3 separate regions of the Mus musculus genome follow, and all the other regions are linked to region 3. A link is a contact called in public promoter capture Hi-C data. All regions are on one chromosome and are shown on one strand. The core of a region is the stretch at or near the end of the contact, and the rest is flanking DNA. Distances in the headings are between cores, read along the strand shown. Region 1 overlaps Gpr68 (G protein-coupled receptor 68). Region 2 overlaps Dglucy (D-glutamate cyclase). Region 3 overlaps Ccdc88c (coiled-coil domain containing 88C).

Region 1 (3,967 bases), core at 199-2,698, 69 kb after region 3:
AAGACAGCTACAGTGTACTTACATATAATAAATAAATAAATCTTTAAAAAAAAAAAAAAAGAAAATTCTACAAGTTGGCAGTTCACTTAAGTGAAAGATGATGGGGAAAGCCAAAGGCCACCCATTCATGGTGAATCACTGGGCAAGGGGGGACATCTTTTCTAAGGACAGGTTAGTGGACAAAATGTTGTACCAAGTCTGGACCCCACTGAGCATGTCCTGTGGCACGGCAGGAGTGGTTTGTGCAGCCTCCAGCCTTGGGAGAGCAACGGGAGCCATCAGTGTGCAATGGGGTTGGAATCATGGAAAGCATGCCTGGAATAACAAGAGTGAGCAGACACTGAATATGACAGGGGTGAAGAGACACCCTTGCATCCACCAGACACTGCCTCTCTTGGCAGTGATTAGTGTGTGTGGCCTTCCTGACTTCTGGGCATGGAGGTTTGCTGGGGGTGGGAGCACCTTCTCATTTTATTTAAGTCTCCCATGCATGTACCCTGGCCTGTGAACATTGCATGTTTCACAAATACCTGCTCCAGGAATCCTGGAGGTACTGGACTGTTGGGCAAACTGTCTCTTTGGACCTTATGTCTAAAAAGAAAGAAGGAAGGAAGGAAGGAAGGAAGGAAGGAAGGAAGGAAGGAAGGAAGGAAGGGAAGGAGGGAGGGAAGGAAGGAAGGAAGGGAGGGAGGGAGGGAGGGAGGGAGGGAGGGAGGGAGGGAAGGAGGGAGGGAGGGAGAAAGAGAGAAAGAGAGAGAGAGAGAAAGAAAGAGAGAAAGAGAGAAAGAAACCAAACAACAAACAGGGTTGTGAAGGTGGAGCAGAGTACAGAGTGGAACCTTAATATAGTAAACATTTTGCAAGCTAAAGGGACACTCGCAGTCACCACCCATGAGGGCCACTGGAAGAAGCAGAAGCAGCCTAGAAATGCCCAGGACCTGTGCCCTTGTTCTGCCCAAAGTTCCCGCTGGGTTTTAAGTGCCTTCCAAGTACCTCTGCTCCCTGCTTCAGGGACTCACAAAAGGAGGTTTTGCTCAGAATCTGAGCCCATGACCTTCTAGATGCTTCTTCTGGTGCCTCACTACTCTAAAGGTGTGACCCATGGTCCAGCAAACCTGCATCTCCAGCATCTCCTAGGAGCTTGTGTGAGATGGAAGTTTTTAAAGTACCTTTCTCAGACTCAGCCAGTTTGGAAACTCTGGAATAGGAGTCTCTGCAATGTTTTAAAACCTCCAGTGGATTCCAATGCAGACAGTTCAAGAACTGTTGTTCTTTTTGATCCAAAGTGAACGTGGGAGGTGCCTCAGCCTAACTGTAGTCGGTGCTGCTTCTTGGCTACGCAGGCTTGAACATTTCTGACTTTGGTTGCAAGAAGTAGCTTACTGCTGGCGTAGGAAAAAGGAAGCTATAAACCTCACCCCGCCCTACCCCACACGTCCATACACTCACCACTAGTAAACAACAGAGTGGGGCCTGGTGACTATCAGGGAATTTCCAAGACCTGACAGGACATGTTTCAAGACGGAGGCTTTGTCTGTTCTGGTCTGTGGGATCCTGAAGCCTGTGCTCCTCACCCTCTTTTCTCTCCAATTTCATGTGGTGTGTGTGTGTGTATGTATGCATGTGTGTGTATTTATGTATGCATGTGTGTATCTGTGTGCATGTGTGTATGTATGTCTCTCTGTGTGTTCATGTGTGTGCTATCTGCGTGTGGAGCCCCAATATTGATGCCAGGAGTCATCTCCAGCCATCTTCCTCTAAATCCAACACAGGGCCCCCTGAAATGGCTGGCCCGCTTGTTCTTGGCACCTTCTATCTCTGCTATTCAAGACTAGAATTACAGGTGGTTTGCCATGCTCACCTGTCATTCACATGTGCTCTGGGGTATCTGAACTCTGATACTAACACTTATGGCATGTGTGTGAAAGTCAGAGGATAACTGTGGGACTCCAGTCTCTCCTTCCACCATTTGGGCCAAGGGGCTTAAACTCAGGTCGTCATGCTTGCCTTTGCAAGTTGAGCCATCTCACTGGTCCAAGTCTCCCCTTTTGAACCCCACTATTATTACCTGAAAAAAAAAACGAGAAATGACCCTTCCTAGTCTTCTAAGAAGCCCCTAACCAGTCCACACTGCAAGGGCAGGGGAGTCAAGGTGGGTGCCAGGGAAGGTCTTTCCAGGAAATGACAGTTACCATATCTCTAGAAGAGAAGGAGCAGGTACTGTGGTGGGCGGTGCCATAGTGAGTCAAACTTTGGGAAGGAGTGACTAGGCAAGATCCAGGTGAAGGGACTGAGGACAGAAGGCAAGTCCTGTGCCTGGGTGGCAGGCAAGGTTGGGGAGTTGATACCAGTTTGTGGGCCTCGTGGATCCGGCAAGGGTGCTTGGATTTTAGTCTAGGTGTGAGAAAGTCTTGGTGTTTAGTCTAGGTGCTTCCAAGTGTGTAGAGCAAGGAATGATTTGGGATGCTTCTCCAGAGGCTGGCGATGACTGGCGTGGGCCTGGGTGGGAGGTCTGGGATGGGGTTGAGTAGAGGCAGAGATGAGGTGGAGAGGAGAGCTAGGGCAGAGGGCGGAGAGGATCTGGAGGTGCTTCTTTGAGGAAAGAAGAAGTTGGCTGGGATGAGAGGAGGGAAGAGCTTGCGTGGAGGAGGGGGCTGGGCTTCTTGTATGAGTTAGAGGGAGTTGGAATCCAGGTGACAGAAAGGGTGGCTTTGGACCAGACCCATCCCCTGCTCATTTAAAAACTAAGGAGAATTCTGGTCCCTTTATCCAGGAAAAGTGATTACACTGTGGTCTACCTTATCCTAAGGGCACATATCCAACACCCCCAGCAGATGCCGAAAACCACAGATGTGTAGAACTGACTTCTATTTACACCATGAGTTATCAAACACGTATGAACCTATACACACGATAGTTTAATTTGTATATTAGACATAGGAGGACGTGGGCAACAACTAGTAATAAAGTAGAATAATTACAAGAGTATACTGCAATGAATTTATGTGAATATGGTTTTTTCCCTTCAAAATGTCATTTTGTTTTTAGACAGAATTTTACTATCTGAGGACAGAAGGCAAGTCCTGTGTCCTCAAGGTGGGGGTGGCAGGCAAGGTTGGAGAGCTGATACCAGTTTGTGGGCCCAGGCTGGTCTTGAACTCTCAGCAATCCTCCTGCCTCCACCTCTAATTATTGAGATTACAGATGTGTGGATATGTTCCACTACCTATAAATGTGTGTATGTGTGTGTGTGTGTGTGTAACATATGTGGTTGGTGGTATTTGTTTATCATTGTTTAAGTGACTGGCTCTTGCTCTGTACTTCAAGATGGCACTGTAACTGCCTGGCTTAGTTTCTTAAGTTCAAAATACCTTAGTGTGCTACGCCCCCCCTATCCTTTTTTTCTCTCAATCACAGTTAACCTTGGGTGGCTGAGATCAGGGATGTGGAACCACAGGTGAGAGCAGGTGACTGTGCATAGTTATCTACAAGGCTGAGAATGACTAAAGAGAAACTCACCATGTTAGTCCTTAGGCACCTTGGGACTGGAAATGTGGGGTGCAGATTTCTCTGGGTCTCTTCTCATAGACTGGGCCAGCTCCTCTGCCCATCTCTGCTCTGGTGGTCCACCTTCTACCCTAGCTCTCTTCTTTGCCTAATCTCTGCCTCTACCCACCCCCATCCAGCCTTCCCACTCAGGCCCATGCTAGACAGGTGGGCAGGCACCAAGGCCCGAGGTTGGGAGGTGGTGGAGGAGAGGAGAGCTGGGGTGTTGGGGTGGAGGACAAGACTTGGTGCAGGAGAGAACTACAGGAACATGGAGCCTTGTGATCAGCTGAGACTTGGTCATGGTTTCTTGGGGGTTTCCCTCTGGAACAAAGGTCACTATTGGCTTGCAGGCATCACACAACAGCTTAAATTTAGATTCCTTAGTCAGGTAGATTGTAGGTTCTACAGGGGAAGGAAA
Region 2 (4,032 bases), core at 920-3,419, 86 kb after region 3:
GAAGCAGAGCTGAAGGCTGCAGTCCTGGCCGGGCTGCTGCGGCAGTCAGTGAGACAGGAGAGTGGAAGGAGGACTGAAGTGAGGCATGGTGGGCAGGCCTTGAGGATGGAGTCAAGGTGGATGGGGAAAGAGGCCCCAGGGCAACTTCTGGACTTAGAGACAGAGTGTGTGAGGTGACCTACTCATTCACTCTGGATCATGGTGGGCTGATGTCTCTGGAAAATGATTTTTTTAAAGCAAATTAGATTTTCTTTTTTAAAACAAAAGTAAGTTTGGAAGCTGGGAGTACCTATAGATCTAGGAACTTAGGAAGTGGAAGTTGAGGCAAGGTTTGCTTGAGCCAGGATTTCAGCCCAAACTGAGGGGGTGGTGGAGAACTTCCATCTGGGCTCCTGCGTCACTGTGTTCCCTGCCCAGGCTCCTTCTCCAGGGGCCCCATCTGACTGCTCATTGTTTCCCAGAACAAGCCTGGGTCTGGCCCCCAGGAGGGGTTCAGCCAATGTGGCTCTGCTTTAAAAACATGCCTTTCCATTTCCTCCTCGAGAACAGGGCATTGTTAATACACTTCTGAAAGGGTGGGTATCCATGCCAGGAGGAGAATGTTTCCATCCCTGGAGGCTGAGTGTGGAGCTGGCTGGGCGGGTTCACACTTTGTGTCTGTGTGAATCAGGAGTCATGGGGGAGGGTGCCCCCTCCCTTTCCATGTTTTCCAGTTCAAATCCAGGAAGCAAAAAGAAAAAACAGCTAGCCCTCTGGGTCGCCCAGGGAAGACTAGACCATTTCCCCCATGAAAATGTCACTTGGGTCTCACACCCACCTCTCCCACAGCCCTCAGCATTCTCAGGAGCTGAGACACTTCTCAGCCACCCGAGGCAAGCCCCAAGTCTGGATCAGAGAGACTCTAACTCCTATTTTAGCTCTGTCTCTTATTGGTGGTCTTGGCAAGACTACCACCTAGAGCCCACCAGCTCCCTCTATGGAAAGAATAATACCAAGCCAGAGAGGTTCCAAATTCACCAGGAAAGAGGCCAGAGGGACTGCATAAAACATCATGAAGAAAAAGAAAAGCAGCTATAAGGCCCTCTAAATATGGGGGATTTCTGCAATGGGAGGAGGGGGTCAGAGCACCAGCCTTTGGCTGGCTGGGAGACATCTCAATTTTCTGTCTGAGTCGTCACTTGTGTGACCAGGACAGTAAGGACTCTGACCCCCACTCCTGACCAGAACCTGGATGCTGGCTTCCATGGATCAAGCGTTTCTTTCTTATGACAGTGCTGACTGTCATTAGATGACACTTTACAAAGACTCAGTCTCTGAGAGGGAAAAGCAAGTTGCTGAAAGTCAAACTAGAAAGGAAAGGATCTCGCTGAACAGGTCTTACATAAGACCTGAGGTAGATCCAACCAAGGATTGTCTGAATCTGTGGCTCAGACTGGCCCCGCAGGGAGACATTCCCTCTAGGCTAGCTTTGGATAGCACGGTGGTTGTGGCTTGGAGCGCTCAGGCCTGATTAGTTCTCATTCAGCAAGGAAGTTGTATCTTGGCCAGCGGCTTGCTGGAGTGTATTACCTTAGCGACAGATGGCAGGGCCTGGATCCAGCTCTGTTCCCCAGCTCTCCTGGAAGGTCCAGTTGCCCTCCTCAGGTAGCGCTCATGGACTTGACATGAGTTCAGAATATACAGTGCACAGGCCAGGGCGTAGCCTCCCCAGTTAGAAACACCTAGAATGCAAAAGGAAAAAATGTTCCATCACAGAACTGTAAAGATCCTGGGCTCCACTGGTCTGCCTCCAAGCAACCGGTGTCACCTCAGAGCACTGGCAGAAAGAGCAGGCACCAGGATGACCTAGGGACTTGCTGCAAGTTCTTGGGCCTCAGCCCAGACCTCCTAGATCAGAATTTCTGCAAGATTGCTGGGGTGCGGATAAGTTTTAGGGAGCCCTGTAGGTATACTTGATTCAAGAAAAAGTTTGAGAACCATTGCTTGAAGCTATTAGGGCTGTCCCACGTTAATGACTGTTAGAGGAAAAGCCACTTCTCACAGAAAGCCATTCCAGAATTCCCAACATGAAAGCACTGCCCAAGGGCTGCTCTCAACCCCTAGGCTACACAGAAGCCTGTCCCCTGAGGCATAGAGCAGACAGCCTGCCAATTGAGGCTTGCCATTTCTCTGTGCAGAAGACCATCCCTAACTCACCCTCAGACCGACCTCCCTAGTCTGCCAGCCAGGCCCCAGGGCTCATTTCCCACAGCAGAGTCTATTTTGTCTATTCTCTGACACCTGTTTGAGTTCTCAGTCCTGTCAAAGACTGATGGGGGCTGTTAAGCTCTAGGCTCTGCATCATTAAGGAAGAAAGGAGGATAAGACAGCTCAGTGGGTAAAAACTCTAGCTGTCAAGTTTGGTGACCCAAGTTCAGTCCCCAGGACCTATACAGTGGAAGGAGAGAACTGATTCCTGCAAGTTGTCCTCTGACTTACACACACACACACACACACACACACACACACACACACACACGCTCGCTCGCTCGCTCGCACAGATGCACACACAAATAGATAACTATCTCTTTTAAAGGAAGAGGATCATCAGATGGAGGAGAGAGGTGTGCACATAGCCAGCCTCAGGGTAAGACGATCATCAATGAGATGCTTGCAAAGGATTCTGGGGTCACTAGAAGAGAGACCAGTTACTCTGTTTGGTTCAGGAAAAAGTCACAGAAAAGAGTCATTGGATGTGAATTTTATGATCTGGGTAGAATTCAACTGGAGAGAGAGTGGAGCTGTGCAGTGGGAGGAGCCAGGTAAGCAAACGTACAAACACAAACCCCAGGGAGTACAAAGGGATACAGCCAAACACGGCCAAGGAAGACTACTATATCATAGTTACACTCGAATCTCTGACACTGGTAGATGTCTATGTCTCTGGTCGCGTCTTACAGCTGTCATCAGCTGGCTTGTCAGGGCTATACAAATCGTGGGGGCTGCGTCATCAACAGAACACTCAAGGGAAAAGCGATTCTTGCTTTGGTTGAATAATCTAGTCTGCCATCCTGCTGCAGATGGCTTGTGTGTCTTAGCTCCTGGAGTCCTTAAAGCAAACCAACGAGGCATAGCATCATTGTCTACATGTGAGCAACTCAGAAACAGACACAGAAGGGAAAAGATCACACAGCGAGTGAGTTGTAGACATATGATGTAATTCAAGCTATTCCCTTCAGAGCTCACATTCCTTTTTCTTTTAAAAAATGATTTTTTAAAGTTTTTTAATTGTGTTAAAATCTACGTGACATGAATATATTATTAAAACACCAGATGGATCCTTCCCTGTTCTCACACCAGCAACAGAGAGGGTAATGTGACCACTGAGGGTGTGGGGGTCTCTCTCTGCCAGGAATCTCACAGTTTTATAGCAGCAGATAGCTAACCCAAGTGTGCTCCAATCCAGTTCAGTTGCACCTCAATGTCAGAGCCCATGGGCTTGCCAGAGGTCTTGGTCTCTAAGACTGCCTCCTCCTCTTTTGATTCCAATGTTGAACCCCAGGTTGCTCATCATAGCCTCTGACTGACTGTGAGGGTTCCTGAAAGCTCATATTGGATTTAATTACCTTGCTTCAACAGCCACAGGGGAAGGCTGTTTTATTACAGAGGATGTTATGAAAGATCTAGATGAAAAAAATGTACTGGTAAGGCACACAGAAATGGGCCTGGTGCTTGCTCTGGTTGCTCTGTCCTCCAGGAACAGCATGTGTCTGGCCACCTGGGAGCTCTCTGAACTCTTTTGGGCTTTGGTGGAGAGCTGTGTTAGCAGACAGAGTGGAAAGCAAAACCAGCTTTCTTGGCCTCTTCTTTGCCTCTCTGTGCAGCATCCTTCTTACTGGGTGGGGAACAGGACTCTCCGGACCTGGATGGTCTTATGATCTATCAGACAAGGGTAGATTGGAGAATTTCTTTGTGGCTGCCTAAAATGGGAGTATATTCTCACTCTGGGGAAGAGAAATTCTAGTTTCTATGGTCTGCCTTGGAGAGGGAGTT
Region 3 (3,978 bases), core at 1,341-3,840:
GCTTCCACAGGGCCAGCTTTGATGAAGCCCATGTCTGTGAGCACTTCCCTGTACCAGAAAGCTTGGATCCAGGCCCGTGTGGGAGAGTGAGCACTTGGTGGGAAAGAGGAAGCTCCAGCCGTGGTCCTTGTTGCAGTCCATGAGTGGGACAAGTCTTGGTGATCTTTCCCACCAAGGAAGGTGGCAGTTCCTGGTGTGCATACTTTATAAGCCATGAAGGCATGTGAGAGGTAATGCAAGTCTGTCTGTCCATCCTGGACACACACATGCATACCTCACACACACTGAGGATACTAAGCATTGCTGGGAAGGACTTGTGGGATTTGAGAAGCTCAGACAAGGTCTGACAGGCATGTCACACAGGCTGGCCTCTTTCTGTGCTGCTAGCAGAAGCCACAGTCTCCGACGCACCTGACTGTGGGGTTCATATCTGCCTGCCCTGCTCTGCTGGGACAGGGCCATTGTAAAGACTTCCTTATCTGGCATAAATCCTGAATTGAGAGGATCTGCCTTAGTCCTGGGCTCCCTCCCCTCTGTGGACTCTCAGCCACCCCATTCCCCCTTTTTAAAGGAAACTGAGGCACTGTCACCAGAGTCCACTTTCCCACTGGGTTCCAAGTGTAGGATCATCTGGCTTGTGGAAGACCTCAAGGAAGGGTTGCCTTTTCAAAGCCATCCGTCCCTTGTTTACTGTACTCAGGAGCAAACCCAGGACCTTGTGCATATGAGGCAATCACCTTACCACTGATGCACACCCCAGAACCACTGAATATTTTTTCGAGTCTTGAATTTTTCTTTGAGAGCCCACATGCCTGGCCTCCAGGGCACAGGTGAGGGTGACAAGAACTGAACTCAGGGCATCCTGCCGAGTGTTCCTGGGCTGGCTGCTTGGCTCCAGGGTCCTGAAAGTGCTTTGTTTAGAAGTCCTGTGGTCGGTCGGTCGTGACCCTGGCCTTTTATCTGATGGCTCTCCTGTTGGGTTTGCTCTTCCTTAGGAGCTGAGGGAAGACAATATCATCTTAATCGAGACCAAAGCCATGTTGGAGGAACAACTGACTGCCTCCCGGGCTCGCAGTGATAAAGTCCACGAGCTGGAGAAAGAGAACCTACAGCTAAAATCTAAACTCCATGACTTGGAACTGGTATTAACGGGCAGGGTGCAATGGGTGGCGTTGGGGGAGGGGCGGGACTATCGGTGGAGGCAGGGCATGTGGGAAAGGGCAGGCTCTTCTGATGTGTCAGCTGCAGCTTGTTGACTGAAAGAAGCACCTACTATCTCAGTGGCTTGAGTGGGCACTTAACTGTCCTTGACACTTGTGGGACCTGACTTTTATGTTGCCTCTGCAAAAGTAACCACTCTTCTGCAAGGGTGAACACAGGTGTGTCCTTTTCAAGGGGTCCTCAGTGGCTCTCATGTTGAGCATTGGCATGCCATACCTATCACAGCACTTGAAGCTGCAGAGACCTACTTAGAACCAACAAGTACCCATCACCAGAGCGCCTGTCTCAGCACAGTGTTCCTTGTGTCCCTATGCTCAGAGAGTGTTCACTGAGACCTCAGACTTCCTTTTTTTTTTTTTTGGTTTTTTGAGACAGGGTGTCTCTGTATAGCCCTGGCTGTCCTGGAACTCACTCTGTAGACCAGGCTGGCCTCGAACTCAGAAATCCACCTGCCTCTGCCTCCCAAGTGCTGGGATTAAAGGCGTGTGCCACCACGCCCGGCTCCAGGACTTCCTTCTTGACCTAAGTAGAAATGTTATAGCTCTCTCTCTGTCTGGCAGGAAGCATGCTGTCACCTGCAGAGGAGAGAGGAGATACTGCGCGTCTGAGGCCAGTCAGACCCGTCCTCACACTTTTCCCTCTTTCTGCCCTAGGATCGGGATGCAGACAAGAAACAAATTGAGAAGCTGCTGGAAGAATACATGGTTCTGGAGATGGCTCAGAAGCAGAGCATGAAAGAGTCGGCCCACCTTGGCTGGGAACTGGAGCAGCTGTCCAAGAACGCAGACTTGTCCGACGGTAGGCAGCGCCTGTGCCCGGGGTCCAGCCCCGTCTCAGCCACTGCTGCTTACCCCGGAGCTGAGCCTTTGGCTCCGAGTCTTCCTAGCAACCCACCCACATTTACACAACTAAATGTGATTTCCTCAAGTGCCATTTGGAGCTGTTTCATTATAGCTCTCCCCAGGGGAAATGTAAGTGGCCTGGCAGCCCCAATGTCTGGAAGTAAACTACAAATGAAGTGTTGGGATTTCTTGGTTTCCCATATGCACTCTCAGGAGCTTCCAGATCACAGCTCTCTTCGCGATGACAGAAAGCCCTGACACCAGGAAGTGTCCCCAGTGGTCACTAATCCTTATTATAAATGTACCCCGGACATTATTTGCGCTGTTCATTTACATAATTGGGCAGGATGGCTGCTGCTTATCCCATCTCCCTGGTGGCAATGCTAAGTGGTGGCGGCTGCTCCCCAGTCCCAGGCTCTTTATGGATCTTCCCTGCTGGGGGGGGGGGGGGGGGGAGTCCTCCTTCCTGGCAAGTGCTGCTGCCCTCTGCTGGTACCCTGAGATAAGGTGTCCATTATGGGAAGGGTGTGGGACCCCAGTCAGCACTGCAGCAGGAAGCTCCAGAGCCCAACAAACAATAAGCCAATTCCTGTGTTTGAAAATAGCCTTGTTCACCTTTCCCATGCACCCGATGGCAAGTTAGTGTTGACTTAGCACTTTAGAGAGCCGGTGGGGGCGGTTGGCTTATTGTAGGTTTGAAAGATGCTGATAAAAGGTCCCTGAGAATACTGCCAAGGTTATTTCTTCCAGTGCTCTTACCAGCTCTGAACTTGAAAGGATTGAGTTAACTTGTGTCTGTGGACACTGAGTTGTGTCTGCTTTGGTGCCTGTGTACTGAGCTGAGTGAGGCGACTGGGAGCCACACCGGGTGGGAAAAGCATTGTCTCTCCTGTGAAGTTTCAAGTCTGCCCCCTGGTGGGCTGGAGAAGCAGTTCACACCCTCAGGGCCTGCTTCAAAGGCCCGAACAGTTCACACTGCTTGGTATAGTTTATGAACCCGTTAAGGTTCAGACATGGACATGTTTTATTTATTCTATTATTATTGTTATAAAATTTCATTTATTTATATGTGTATGCGTATGCGGAAGTCAGGAGAATTTGTGGGAATTGGTTCTTCCTTCACCATGTGGTGCTGGGCTCAGACCCAGGTCATCAGGTTGTGTGACATCCATGCCTTTTGACTCACTGGTCACATGACTTATGTGTTTGTTTTGGCCACGTATATAGTCTAGAGGGTCTTGGATCTCTTGGAACTGGAGCTACGACTATGAGCTGCCATGTGAGTGTTGCGAACTGAACGCAGGTCCTCAAGAACAGCCAGTGCTCCTAACTGCTGAGCCGTCTCTCTGGGCTAGTGACTTATTCTTAATGATAGTGTTGGTTAGTCTCACTATGCTGCCCAGACAGGCTTCAAACTCCTGGGCTCAGGTGATCTCCTGCCCCATTCTCCTGAATAGCTAGGGTTGAGCTGTGCCTGCCTCTAATGTTTCAGATTGTTCTTCTTGGATGGAGGATTGAAGTCAGTGCCTCGAACATACTGAGCGCACCCCTTACCACTGAGCAGCGCCTATGGCCTCTCAGAAAGACTTGGAAAGGCCTGGCCTAAGGAGCAGGTTTCGTGCTTGTTAGCCGAGTAACCTGGAGTGATACCAAGCCCTTAAACTGTAGCTTGCATCATCATGCCGAGTGGACATGTGAGGAGACAGGCTTTAGCCTTACCTGGCCTCATTTATGTTGTTGTGAGTCTTGGTTGCTGGGTGGTCTGATGAGTAAGCCTTTGTGCTCAGCGTGGAGCTTGCTTTAGTTAGTGGCAAGCCACTTGCTATTGGTACCGTTGTTAAGCTGTAGGAACGTGAATATTATTCTGTCCCAAGTCTCGGTATGGAAGAATGAGAAAGATGGACCCTGCTGATGG

Evidence for each region. Capture Hi-C pulls out chosen DNA fragments and counts their contacts.
Region 1: a contact with region 3 is called in a promoter capture Hi-C map of adipose tissue. The contact joins two enhancer-like sites. A contact is called at or near these places in 1 of 39 promoter capture datasets (macrophages) and 3 of 9 other capture datasets (adipose tissue, liver and pancreatic islet).
Region 2: a contact with region 3 is called in a promoter capture Hi-C map of adipose tissue. The contact joins two enhancer-like sites. A contact is called at or near these places in 4 of 9 other capture datasets (adipose tissue, embryonic stem cells, liver and 1 more).

The regions. Positions count from the first base shown.
Region 1 is chr12:100,880,857-100,884,823 of GRCm38.p6, reverse strand. The region is part of intron 2 of Gpr68 (G protein-coupled receptor 68); the gene reads left to right. Among named protein-coding and RNA genes, the nearest start is that of Gm36572, 11 kb to the left of the region's middle. Within about 2 kb of position 1,448, at least 68 of the 459 cell types and tissues checked have an H3K27ac peak or open chromatin away from gene starts, as enhancers often do. A contact at or near this core is called in adipose tissue, where this site is marked.
Region 2 is chr12:100,864,793-100,868,824 of GRCm38.p6, reverse strand. It overlaps Dglucy (D-glutamate cyclase), which reads right to left. Exons shown (of 13, transcript NM_145448.5): 12 at 1,570-1,721. Among named protein-coding and RNA genes, the nearest start is that of Gm36572, 27 kb to the left of the region's middle. Within about 2 kb of position 2,169, at least 16 of the 459 cell types and tissues checked have an H3K27ac peak or open chromatin away from gene starts, as enhancers often do. A contact at or near this core is called in adipose tissue, where this site is marked.
Region 3 is chr12:100,951,328-100,955,305 of GRCm38.p6, reverse strand. Ccdc88c (coiled-coil domain containing 88C) reads left to right here. Exons shown (of 30, transcript NM_026681.5): 11 at 996-1,142; 12 at 1,875-2,019. Among named protein-coding and RNA genes, the nearest start is that of A630072L19Rik, 15 kb to the right of the region's middle. Within about 2 kb of position 2,590, at least 38 of the 459 cell types and tissues checked have an H3K27ac peak or open chromatin away from gene starts, as enhancers often do. A contact at or near this core is called in adipose tissue, where this site is marked.